Linked DNA regions of Mus musculus: regions 2 and 3 are each linked to region 1. The links are chromatin contacts, called in public ChIA-PET and Hi-C maps. All regions are on one chromosome and are shown on one strand. The core of a region is the stretch at or near the end of the contact, and the rest is flanking DNA. Distances in the headings are between cores, read along the strand shown. Region 1 holds the start of Snx14 (sorting nexin 14). Region 2 overlaps Snx14 (sorting nexin 14). Region 3 overlaps Snx14 (sorting nexin 14).

Evidence for each region. A called contact is a pair of places that touch in the nucleus more often than the background predicts. ChIA-PET counts read pairs in DNA pulled down with a chosen protein or histone mark.
Region 2: a Hi-C map of pre-megakaryocyte-erythroid progenitors shows a contact between it and region 1, with 1.6 times the contacts expected there. The contact joins the enhancer-like site here to the promoter of Snx14 in region 1. A contact is called at or near these places in 6 of 39 promoter capture datasets (the C10 cell line, the HPC-7 cell line, hematopoietic stem and progenitor cells and 2 more), 10 of 484 Hi-C or Micro-C datasets (the G1E-ER4 cell line, LSK cells, bone marrow-derived macrophages and 7 more), 5 of 115 datasets of contacts at active chromatin or transcription factors (the HPC-7 cell line, the SCID.adh cell line and embryonic stem cells) and 2 of 9 other capture datasets (adipose tissue and liver).
Region 3: a contact with region 1 is called in an RNA polymerase II ChIA-PET map of memory CD8 T cells, with 571 read pairs. The contact joins the enhancer-like site here to the promoter of Snx14 in region 1. A contact is called at or near these places in 7 of 39 promoter capture datasets (the 3T3-L1 cell line, the C10 cell line, the HPC-7 cell line and 3 more), 1 of 15 datasets of contacts at CTCF or cohesin (CD8 T cells), 4 of 484 Hi-C or Micro-C datasets (CD4 T cells, CD8 T cells, granulocyte-monocyte progenitors and 1 more), 6 of 115 datasets of contacts at active chromatin or transcription factors (CD8 T cells, the SCID.adh cell line, bone marrow-derived macrophages and 2 more) and 2 of 9 other capture datasets (adipose tissue and liver).

The regions. Positions count from the first base shown.
Region 1 is chr9:88,436,583-88,440,335 of GRCm38.p6, forward strand. Snx14 (sorting nexin 14) reads right to left here and starts at 2,347. Exons shown (of 29, transcript NM_001359958.2): 1 at 2,086-2,347. The coding sequence starts at 2,225.
Region 2 is chr9:88,403,054-88,406,958 of GRCm38.p6, forward strand. Snx14 (sorting nexin 14) reads right to left here. Exons shown (of 29, transcript NM_001359958.2): 9 at 2,187-2,262; 10 at 1,646-1,690; 11 at 1,458-1,538; 12 at 1,251-1,365; 13 at 212-367. Among named protein-coding and RNA genes, the nearest start is that of Snx14, 34 kb to the right of the region's middle. Within about 2 kb of position 1,313, at least 83 of the 459 cell types and tissues checked have an H3K27ac peak or open chromatin away from gene starts, as enhancers often do. A contact at or near this core is called in the HPC-7 cell line, bone marrow-derived macrophages, conventional dendritic cells and 5 more, where this site is marked.
Region 3 is chr9:88,378,234-88,381,981 of GRCm38.p6, forward strand. It overlaps Snx14 (sorting nexin 14), which reads right to left. Exons shown (of 29, transcript NM_001359958.2): 25 at 3,487-3,651; 26 at 3,249-3,344; 27 at 1,937-2,028; 28 at 1,277-1,333. Among named protein-coding and RNA genes, the nearest start is that of Nt5e, 52 kb to the left of the region's middle. Within about 2 kb of position 2,043, at least 95 of the 459 cell types and tissues checked have an H3K27ac peak or open chromatin away from gene starts, as enhancers often do. A contact at or near this core is called in CD8 T cells, the HPC-7 cell line, the SCID.adh cell line and 4 more, where this site is marked.

The DNA.
Region 1 (3,753 bases), core at 1,097-3,596:
ACTATGTGTACTATAATTGCTGTAAAGAAAAACGAAAATGTAAAAAAAAAAAAAAAAAAAAAATCAGAGTAGATGAACCTACCAGTTCCTTTTGGCAGAAGAGACCATGTTTTCCCAAATGACATTCCATGGACAATATAAGCATATACAGCATATATGTTTATATCTATGTGTGTCTATGTGTGTACATGTCTGTCTGTCTCTCTCACACACATACACACATCACAGCAGTACACATCTTAAAGAGAAGTACATGTGTCATAAAAAGCTCATTACTCATCCTGCTCTGCACCTTCCCTAATTCTTTTCCTGAAAGGCTCGCTAACCACTTATTCAAAGAAAACACTGTGGGGGCGCTGGAGAGAGAGCTCAACAAGGGGGGGGGGGCAGGACTGCCCTTCTAGAGGATGAGGAGTCCATTCCTAGCACCCACATGGCCGCTCACTGATGTCTCTAATTCCATTTCCTGGGGAACCAAGACCATCTTCTGGCCACCATCAGCACTGGATGGGCGTGGTGCCGATACACCTGCAGATAAAACACCCATGGACGGGGCTGGAGAGATAGCTCAGCAATTAAGACCACTGACTTCTCTTCCAGAGGTCCTTGGTTCCAAATCCCAGCACCCACATGATGCCTCACAGCCATCTGTAATAGTGTATCTGAAGACAGCTACAGTGTACTCATACACATAAAATAAATAACTTTAAAAACCACCCATAGACATAAAATAATAAAATAAAAGGGACAGTACTGTGATGTTTAATGTCACTTTAGTTGATTCAATAGGAACAAATCGGGGGGAAGTATGCAAAAATAATTTTGCTCACAAATATGACCATTCAGAGATAAAAATGTATGTGTATTTTCTCCCTTCTTTGCATAATACCAATTCATAGTACAGATCACATATCACATTACATTCTATGACTTCCTACTTTGGTGACCTCAGAATTGCTAGTTCAATCTGTCCCCAACACATGGCTGATGCACCTTAGAGAAGAATTATACTTTAGTCAGTTTCCATCGAAGAAAGTTGAGGACAAAACTCACATCCTATAGTTTACATTTTGCTCGGCTTTGCTAGTCCAGCTTGAAACACCTTTCAGAGGACAGAACTGTATTAAGTAACTAGTAATGTCTGCTGTTAAAGGAACTCACTTCTCCCACAGCCCTACAATCAAGCACCTCATCATCACAAGCCGGGCACTTTTTCTGTAAGACAGTAATTCATAGTAATTACTATCTGTTAATCTATCGCTTAAGCCCCAATTCTACAAAGCCACCAAGATGGCAGAAACGAGAGAGAGAGAGAGAGAGAGAGAGAGAGAGCGAGAAATGAAGGAAAACAACAAAACTGTTGTCAGAATCACAGGAAATAGCCTTAGTGAAACTACTAAGTCAAATCTCTTGTGTATGTTTCTCACTGTTATTCTTGCAAATGAATTACTTCAAAATAAAAGGCGACTGCTTGTTCAAAACAGAGAAAAGAATGTGACGATGTTTTTAAGTACACATCTTTTCTACTATCACTGCACCCATACTACTTCTGGAAATATAAAACACAACAAGCTTCAGGGGCGGAGACTTCTGACCTCAAAATGTCAATTTAACTACAGATCTTGAAAAAAAAGAAAAACCAGAATATTGTAGAGTTGCGATGGGTACTACACTGCTTTCTGACTTTGGGTCAAAAACCAGTATTTTAAAGAGACGAAATTGTGGTTGCAAAGGTGTGTGCCGGTGTGAGGGCGTACTGTTGCGAGAGAAGGCTTCCCCAAGAGGAGAGGCTGCGACAGAACCTTGAAGCCACCTCCCTCCGATCACCTTTACTGAACTGAGGTGGCATTACAGATTGTAATTGTAAAACAGACGATAAAGGCTCGTCATTGAGAAATGGTCAAAAAGGAGAGGTTGAGAGCCAGGTAACCACGAAGGCTGCGTGGTCCCGGGCCCGCACCCGTCCGCATATCCGGGAGCAACCTGGGCCGCCCTTCCCGAGACCGCGGTGCAGAGTGCGCTCCTGCCCGCCGCCCAGCAGCCTGCGGGCTCTCGAGCGGCCGCCGCGGGGCCAACAGCAGGTACCTGTTGAGGAGCAGCGAGGCGACGCTGAGGCAGAGCAGCAGAAAGCAGAACAGCGGATACTGACGGCAAATCTCGCGCCCCACGTCCAGCCGCAGCCGCTGCTTCAGCCTCCCGCAGATCGTCCGCACCCAAGACCCCATCTCAGTCCACGCAGGGGAGGACGTGCCGCCCTCAGAGGCAGAGGCGGAGGGCACCCCCAAACCCCGGCGGCGGAGCCACATTGCCACCCACCACCCAGCTTCACAGCTAGACTCAGCCGCACAAGGCCCCGCCCCGCAACCCTCGCCGCGCGTGCGCAACCAACGCCCCAACCACACGCAAGGCCGCCCCAAGGCCGCCGCCACCATCCCGCGGGAGGACTGGGGAGCGCTCGGACTGACGTTCTGGCGCGGCCACCCACTTTCCTTATCCGGAAGTCCAGGGAAACCTAGAATGCAGACTGGCAGAAGAGTGTGGGAAAGCTAATTGCACAGCAGCCGCGTGCGGCTCCTGGAGCCCTCTGGGAAATGTAGTCCATACAGCGGACCCTGCCGCCTCAACCTCTCGGATTCTCGTTGCCACACCTAAGGGAGAGGAGGAAAGGACGCCTTCAAGTCCGCTTTTTAAAAGGGGATCAAGCTGGGGCGTATGACAACCTACCCGCCCGCCACCCACCCGCAATCCACCTCCGAAAGAAAGTCATGTTAGCCACGTAACCAACAACGAGGGAGTCACCTCACCCCGCGATCTTAACCATAACCCAGCGTGTGACGACAGCAGGCTTGGAATCTGGATAGTCCCTTTTAGAATTTCATTCAGCATTTTGTAGGAGCTAAAACTCAGGCATGTAAAGCGTTTGAATTTACCCTACAAACATTACCCTTAGAGCGTAAGCTATTCTAGTTTCAACTACAGCATAATCACATCGCTGAGACAAGCAAGATCCTGCTCGGGATCGCTTCTTAGCGAAAACAGAATTTCATGCTATTCTGACACTGGCAGTTTCCATCAAGCCACCTCTCTCCCCTAGACAGGGAAACAGAACTCCTTGTTTTCTCAAGTGTATGTGCAGCTTCATTAATATTTTCAATATTCTGAAAAGGTGGGTGATCCTTAGTGGCTCATTTCCTTTACAGGATGTACCATCCTTTCTTCCCATTACAGCTGTTAGAAATTCAGGTCTTTGTCCTTAAATTTACATGTATTCCTAATTTCTTCAGAACCAACTTTAATACAACGTGTACCAAAGAACATTAAATACACACTAGCAGTATCTTTAGATGACAGTAACATTTCCACTCATGAAGTGTGCATCTGTCACCAAATTCTTTATATATATATATTCTTTATATACTCATGTGAAGTTTCAAGGTACACACTTAACATTCACTTTTGTAATTTTACACTGTTAACTCCACAAAGAGCACGGTAAATCCCAACAGGGATCAGTAGTCTGGACACAGCAAATACACACTCTCAAACAAATCACAGGACCAAAGGGCTGTAACCCAGTAATAATGTTTACCAAACGTGTAGGGTTTGATACCGAGATTTGCAAAATAGCCTTCCCTTACTGAAATAGACTGGGGCTAATAATGAAATAGAAACCGTTTGGATTAAGTGTATGTTAATCTTCATGCACCGTAAAATGCCTAGTGTGAATCTAAGTGATTTAAACTGGTTAGTCAT
Region 2 (3,905 bases), core at 63-2,562, 35 kb before region 1:
GGGAAGCAGAGATGGACAAGTCTCTGAGTTTGAGATCAACCTGGTCTATAAAGTGAACTCCAAGCTACCCAGGGACACATAGTGAGAGGCTCCTCCCTCAAACAAACAACTGTATAAATTAATCTTTTTTTAAAGTAGAATAAGAGACACGAAGAAAACGCAGCAGACGGGAACAATGCCGACCACCCATGCACTATCCGCTCTGACTTACTTCTTTGAATCTCTTCGACAATGAAGGGATCAAAGCGAATTTTGTCAATGCTTTCATCCAAGCAGTAGGTCTTATAAATCTTCTGCAATTCTTCATGGAGAGATAGCATTTCATCATTTGATAACTCTGGACGCAAAATTCTATCATTAAATTCCTCTAACAAATTAGAGAGAGATTAAGAAAAAAAGTTAATATAAATGCTTTCATGAAAACTTCACGCTCTTATTCTAACTAGAAGCAGAAAATATAATCAAATTATTATTTTAAACTTTTAGAAAAGGACTTGAGAGTAGAATACTCAAATTAAAAACAAATTCAGCCAGGTAGGGGTGGCGCAAGCCTTTAATCCCAGCACTCGGGAGGCAGAGGCAGGCGGATTTCTGAGTTCGAGGCCAGCCTGGTCTACAGAGTGAGTTCCAGGACAGCCGGGACTACACAGAGAAACTCTGTCTTGAAAAAAAACAAAAAAACAAACAAAAAACAACAAAAACAACAGATACAAAAAAAAACAAACAAAAACCCAAATTCAACAAGATTTTTATGTTAATATAAAATATATAAACATGGCTAGCAATACAAATTTGCTACAACAGACTAGTAAGCATATTTGTAATATTTTCTATAAAGAACATATTAGATTAGTTTCTCATACCAAAGATCTGTCAAGATTGTAAAATCTGATTGCTCACTAAGTAATAATGACAATCCAGCTCGGAAAGTTTCTCACAGATCCAACGCGCCGTGATATTCCAGCTTGGCACTCCTAACAGAATGCTGGCCGAGCGGTGCTGATTTGGACTGTGAGATCTTTCACACAGCACCACCACACTGGATTTTTAGAGATTCTTTTCTGCTACTAGAATCTGACTGCAGGCAATGTTACGGTCATGCCCCACCTAGAAAGGACTAGACAGCTGGAGAAGCTCAGTCACCCGAGATATCTAGCATGAAATGTCGTCTGGACAGCAGATCTGCTCTAAACAGCCACAGCACTAGCAAGCATGGTGACGTCACTGGTGACACGCAGAGGAAGCCTCACCGACTGTCAGACAGAACTGCAGGACGTGCACGGCCCCTTCTTGTTTCAGGAAGTTCATAAAGCGGAACAAAAGGTCCTGCTGTTCTCTGATTTGTTTCAGCTCTAACTTCAGCACCTTGTCGCAACATGAGAGGAAGAGTAAGTGAAAGATACATGAATGTATTTTAAAACTGTTATCTCCAAAACATTAATGCTGAAAACACTCACGGATGGCTTTTTATTTCTAGGTTCTGCAAATTTCTGCAGGAATGGAACCAAAGGGGAAGCTGGTTCAGTTGCTTTTTCAGGCTTGGAAGAAACAGAATTATCAATTCAGTAAAATTCGCACTAGAGTTGGTACATACAGTTCAAACAAAGCAGTTCCAAGTGTCGCACGCAGTACGCTCAATACTCACAGGGCTGTCGTCTATGAAGATGATAAGCAAATGATTGACAGTATCCTAATGGGACGTAAGAAGCACAGGTCAGAATAACCCACTGTCATGTTCTGCCAAAAATTCTCAGAACTTTCACATTATCAAGTTTGCTAGAAAAATAAACAGCACAGTGACTGGCTAAATATCTGTATCTGTGTGTTACAGAGGGACTCCTAAAGAACTACAATCAAACCAGTCAGAACTGTTGAAAGTGTCCATCCAAGAACAAATAAATAAGCAAAATGTGACACACACATAGAATGGATTACTACTGAGACTTGGCAAGGAAAGGACTACTAAAACATTCCTCTGCCAAGGAATTACTGTTTATGGGTGTAGAATTTACAGGATTTTCGTTTTGTTAAGACCAACACTTTGGAAGGTGATGATGATGGTCACTCAAATAAGCACATGTTTCAAAACAATGTACTATACACACAAAATGGCTAAACAGTAATTCAAGAGTATTTTATAAAAAAGAAAGAAAGAAAGAAAAAGAAAAGAAAAAATGTAATCTTACTGGATCAGCTAGGAAATCCAAAGAAGGAAGAAGCACAGAACCAGACAGAATCTCTCTTATGAGTAATGTCAGGGACCTGGAGACAGAAGTAATAATAATTAATAATAATAATTAATAATAATAATTCTGTAATCAGTGACCCGCACAAGTTCCTCATTGTCAAGCACTTAACTAACTAAAGACCCCACGGAAATGAAACTATGGGGATGGACATGGTAGCGCACGCCTTTAACCCCAGCACTGGAGAGGCAGAAAAAATTGGATCTTAGTTCAAGGCCAGCCTGATCTACACAGCAAGTTCCAGGTCAGCTACAGGCTGTACTATGAAACCATGTAGGTAGGTAGGTAGGTAGGTAGGTAGGTAGGTAGGTAGGTAGATAAGTAGGTAGATAGGTAGATAGGTAGGTAGGTAGGTAGGTAGGTAGGTAGGTAGGTAGGTAGGTAGAAAAGAAAGAAAAAAGGAAAGGGGAAAGGGGAAGGGGGAAGGGGGAGAGGGGGAAGGAGGAAGGGGGAAAGGGGAAAGGGGAAAGGGGGAAGGGGGAGAGGGGGAAGGGGAAAGAGAAAAGGGGAAGGGGGAAGGGGAAGGGGAAAGGGGGAAGGGGGAAGGGGAAAGGGGGAAGGGGAAAAGGGGAAAGGGGAAGGGGGAAGGGGGAAGGGGGAAAGGGGGAGAGGGGGAAGGGGAAAGGGGAAAGGGGAAAGGGGGAGAGGGGGAAGGGGAAAGGAAAGATGGAGCTGGGAGTGTAGTTCAGTGGAAGAGCGCTTGTCTTATGTGGCTGTTTAGGCTCCTCCCCTACGTACACACTTATCTATCCAAAAAACTCAGATTAAAATTCAGTAGGACCAGGAAGGGCCGTACAATTCTGCATTTTCAGCAAGTGTCTAGATGCTTCTGCTGCAGCATCACACACTTGGACTTGCGCTCTTCATTTGCTAAAAGTGCCCACTGTTTAAAGGAAATGAGCGCTCTCTTACAGGAGGGAGCAGGAAGACATCAGAGCACTTTTCCTTCTCGAATCTTTGCTAGCTTTATAAGTTCACGTTTACAGGCTGGAGATGTAGCTGAGAGACTGAGTAGCATGTACAAGGTCCCGGGTTTGCTCCTTAACACACACACCAAAAAACTGTGTATGTATGGTATATCCAACAGCATGCGCCCTAAGACTAAGGACAATTTAACTGGCAACACAAATGAGACTAAAGATTTCTTTACGAAGGAGGATCAGTATGTTTCCCAGGACGGATTTTCACATTTGCACTCTGCTCAGGCACCTACATAGATGAGATCACAGCAGCATATCCAGCTAGACAGCTTGATCAAAACACTAAAATACCTCTACCAACATGCACTTCTATATCGTCTAATGATTAAATATTTGCAAGTACATCACTGAGCTGAGCATGGTGACACAGACCTACAACCCTAAATTGGGAGACAAAGCAGGTCGAGAACACTATGTAGCATGGCCCTGTCTCAATGAACGGAAAGGAAGAGAGGGAGAGCGGACAGAGGAGAGAGGAAAGAATGAGCCACAATTTTCCCCTCTAAATTGTTCTTTTACTGTAAATAACAATCTAAGAACTATCAGGATAAGGGTAATGAAGTAACTTATGGGCAAAATCCACATATACTTCTCTAGAAGAAGGGGGAATGGAGGGAAGGACCCCTAATTATTCTTTCCAGCTGGACAGCTTAAAAACCAAACTTGTCTGCAAAGTATG
Region 3 (3,748 bases), core at 793-3,292, 59 kb before region 1:
GGCATGCTGTGACATGCTGTGACACTCATAGACTCACAGTAGCTGTGGGCACTGGACAGGATAAAAACAGCCATACTTAAGACTCTGGCCTCTAGTCAGCCATCATTGGAAAGAGAAGCCCCTTGGTCTTTCAAACTTTATATGCCCCAGTACAGGGGAATGCCAGGACCAAGAAGTGGGAGTGGGTGGGTAGGGGAGCAGGGCAGGGGGAGGGTATAGGGGATTTTCGGGATAGCGTTTGAAATGTAAATGAAGAAAATACCTAATAAAAATTTGAAAAAAAACCCCTCTGGTCTCAATCCCCAACATCTCAAAAGTAATAAATAAATAATAAATAACAACAGCCTGAGTTCGGCCCCTGACCCCACATAGTAGAAGGAGAGAACCAATCCAGCAGGTTTTCCTGTGAGCTTCACACTTGCATCGTGGTGTGTTTATATATGTATGCAGATGGGTGCACAAATACACAATCATCAATTAAAAAAAAAGTTAAAAACCACACACACAGCAGAACTTCTAGGATACATGGGGGTGGGCTCAGTTGATGGCTGTCTATCTGAGAGGAGAGAGCACGGTCCTTTTAAGAGGGTAGCCACTGGTAGGCTGCTCATGCTTCAGTGGACGCCCCCACACCTATGCACATAAAGGCCACACTAACTGGGCTCAGTGGGTTATTTTAGAGCAAAGGAAATTGGGAGGGAGATTAGAGAGAGGGGGTCCAGAGGGAGTTAGGCCATTAAAGGGTAGATGGATAAGTACACGGTATACGTGCATGAAATGTTCGAAGAACAAAATTTTAAATTGTATTTAGAAAGAAGAAAAGTTCAACATCCTCAATATTAAATATAGTAAGAACACCATGCTCTAACTCCAAATCATTTTGTGTTCTTGGACTCACAGATCCATGTTGAAAAAACATTCGTCTCTGATTTATATAGCAGAAAATGTTGCAGATGATAATCTGAACAGCTAGGCCCATTCTGATGATAAGATTAGTCACATATTCAGCTGAAAGCACAGTAAAGGGCCCTTATCTGCTTGTATGGTAAGGAGGAACTAAGAACTTGAAGGCAGAGACTGGCCAGGGTCTGTTACCTCAAATCTAGTCTACGTCTGGACAGTCGTGTTAGATGAGGACACTACAAAAGGCCACTTGTGTCAAGCTGTTCAGCTTTCAAATGGTTGCAGTCACAATGGCTTACTACCATTTTCATCTCTGGTTAAATGTCCATATACTTTCCAAAGGAGAATGAAGAAATTCCTGCTTCCCAGTTACCTTATTTAGCTCTGGAAACAGCTCCTGTATCACAATGTCCAGCAACACATAGGTCAGCTGCAGCACAAAGACATGTAACAAAATGTAAGGAACTAGACAGAAAAGTTACAGGCACGGGAGCCAGGACCACGGTAAATCTCTACGCAAGTCAGCGGGAAACGTAACGGCAATGCAAAACACGCAAAAAGGTGTCTCTAACACCACCGACAATGCTCCATCCTTACATGCATAGTAGAGACCTTTGTGAATAAAATAACTGGCATTACTATGCTTCACCCATTCTATGTAAATTGTTTTGAACAAATTTTAAATAAACAAGTATGAAACTGATATTATATTAACATTTCAACAAAATATATAGCGACTATATATATAAAAATGTTAACTGGTATTCTTTGACTTAAATTAGCAAAATGTTTATACTATGTCAGAAATTTTCTAAACATCTAAAATTTTCTGGTAGAAGATATATTAACTTTAAGCAACCATGCATATCACAAAGAAGTAAGAGAACCAGCAGAAACAGTACATACAGATTTTCCCATCTGAACGTTTAGATTATTTTAATGATGGGCTAGATGTCGTGTAGTGACTCACACAGGTAATAAACCAGACATCCCGCTGCTCAGCAGCCACACCAACGCCCACCACCTCCCTTACCTGCTTGTTGAGCACTGGCTGCTGCAGGCCATCAAACAGGAGTCTGATGCTTTCGTACTTGGTTTCTTCACCGATACACTTGACTATCAGATCTAAACAGGAAAGCCACATATGAAACAGCTCACAGTGACTCACCACCAACCGCCTCTTAAAAGCCACATGCCTCCTCTGTTCACAGACACCACATAAAAGCTCCAAGTCAGTATTTCTCAAACCAGTTTCTACAAGAACCTCCTAGAAACAAGTCTCATGGTCGGGTCAAAAAAAAAAAAAAAAAAAGTAGTAGTTATTATTAATCCCCCTTTCAGAAGTTCACAATGCACAGGATATACTATAGTATATAAACCAACTACCACTAAGTGATAAAAGAGACTTAGAAAACATATTTTATTATACATCAGGGTAAAACAAAACCAATTTTTAAACTATGTATTTTGAATGATGTGTTGTGTTTGTGAAGAGAGATGTGCACCTGAGTGTAAGTGCCCACAGAGGCCAGAGAGGTGGGAGTTACAGGCAACTCTAAGCCACTAACTAATGTGATGGTCTCTGCAACAACAGCATGTGCTCAACAACCGAGCTGTCCCTCAGCACCCCAAACAACAGGATTTAAACTCCCTCTTTATATAGACACATAAAACCATACAGAAAAGATGTCTATGACCAGATATGCTGGACAGCTCTAATCTCACCATTTGGGAAGCAGAAGCAGGAGGATAAATGCAAATTTGAGACCAACCTGGTCTACACAGTAAGCTCCAAGCCAGCTAGGGTCACACAGCAGACAAATCATAAAGCCCTGATTAGTGTGTGAGTAGAAAAACCCGTGTCCTAAATTTTAGGGGTGAGCCTAAAGTCTCCTACAGGTAACACCAGCACTACAAAGACTGAAGCAAAAGAACTGTTGCAAGATCAAGGCTAGTCTGTGCTACAGCTCAAGAATCTATCTCAAACAGACAGTATTAGTAGTATCAACAAACGGACAAGTTACCTTTTCTTTTCTTCTCTTTTCTTTTCTTTAATTTTCTTTTTTTTTTTTTTTTTTCGAGACAGGGTTTCTCTCTATAGTCCTGGCTGTCCTGGAACTCACTCTGTAGACCAGGCTGGCCTTGAACTCAGATATCCACCTGCCTCTGCCTCCCAAGTGCTAGGATTAAAGGCATGTGCCACCACTGCCTGGCCAAATTACGTTTTCTAATGAGTTATATTATTTCTAAAATAAAAACTAACAATAACAATTAGTTTCAATAATTATACTGCAACTTCAAAGTGGTGCCAATCTATATACAATTGAGTTATTTAAATATCATACCTGGAATGTAATTCATCATTTCTTCAAAAGTCTGTTTTGCTCCTTTTTGCTTATCTTGGAGAGAGCGAGGTTCAGTATTTTCACAAAATATAGCATCTAAAAATGAGTACAGGAAATGTATACAATTATTCTCCAATTTATACGCAAGTATATTCTAGTAATAAAAATGCTGGTTTAAAAATACCTGGAAAAAAAAAAACACAAAGGTAGACCATGATACAGACATGGTCATACGAACCTCTGAGAAGGGTGATGAGGGAGACCAGCCGGTGCTCCTGAAACAGCTGCTCCAGCTTGCACTGGAGGTAGTAGTCTGTGTACATTTCCAGGGTGTTCTTAAAGAGGATTCGAGTTCCCATTAGAAGATGATGAAGCCAGTCTGGGACTTGAAAAACTACTCGCCCTGAGGAAGACCAATTAAGAATCAACTGAAATCTGTTGTCACTCAGAATGATCAATGAATAAAAGTAACAGTGGTCATGTTCAAGGCCAATGTAGTA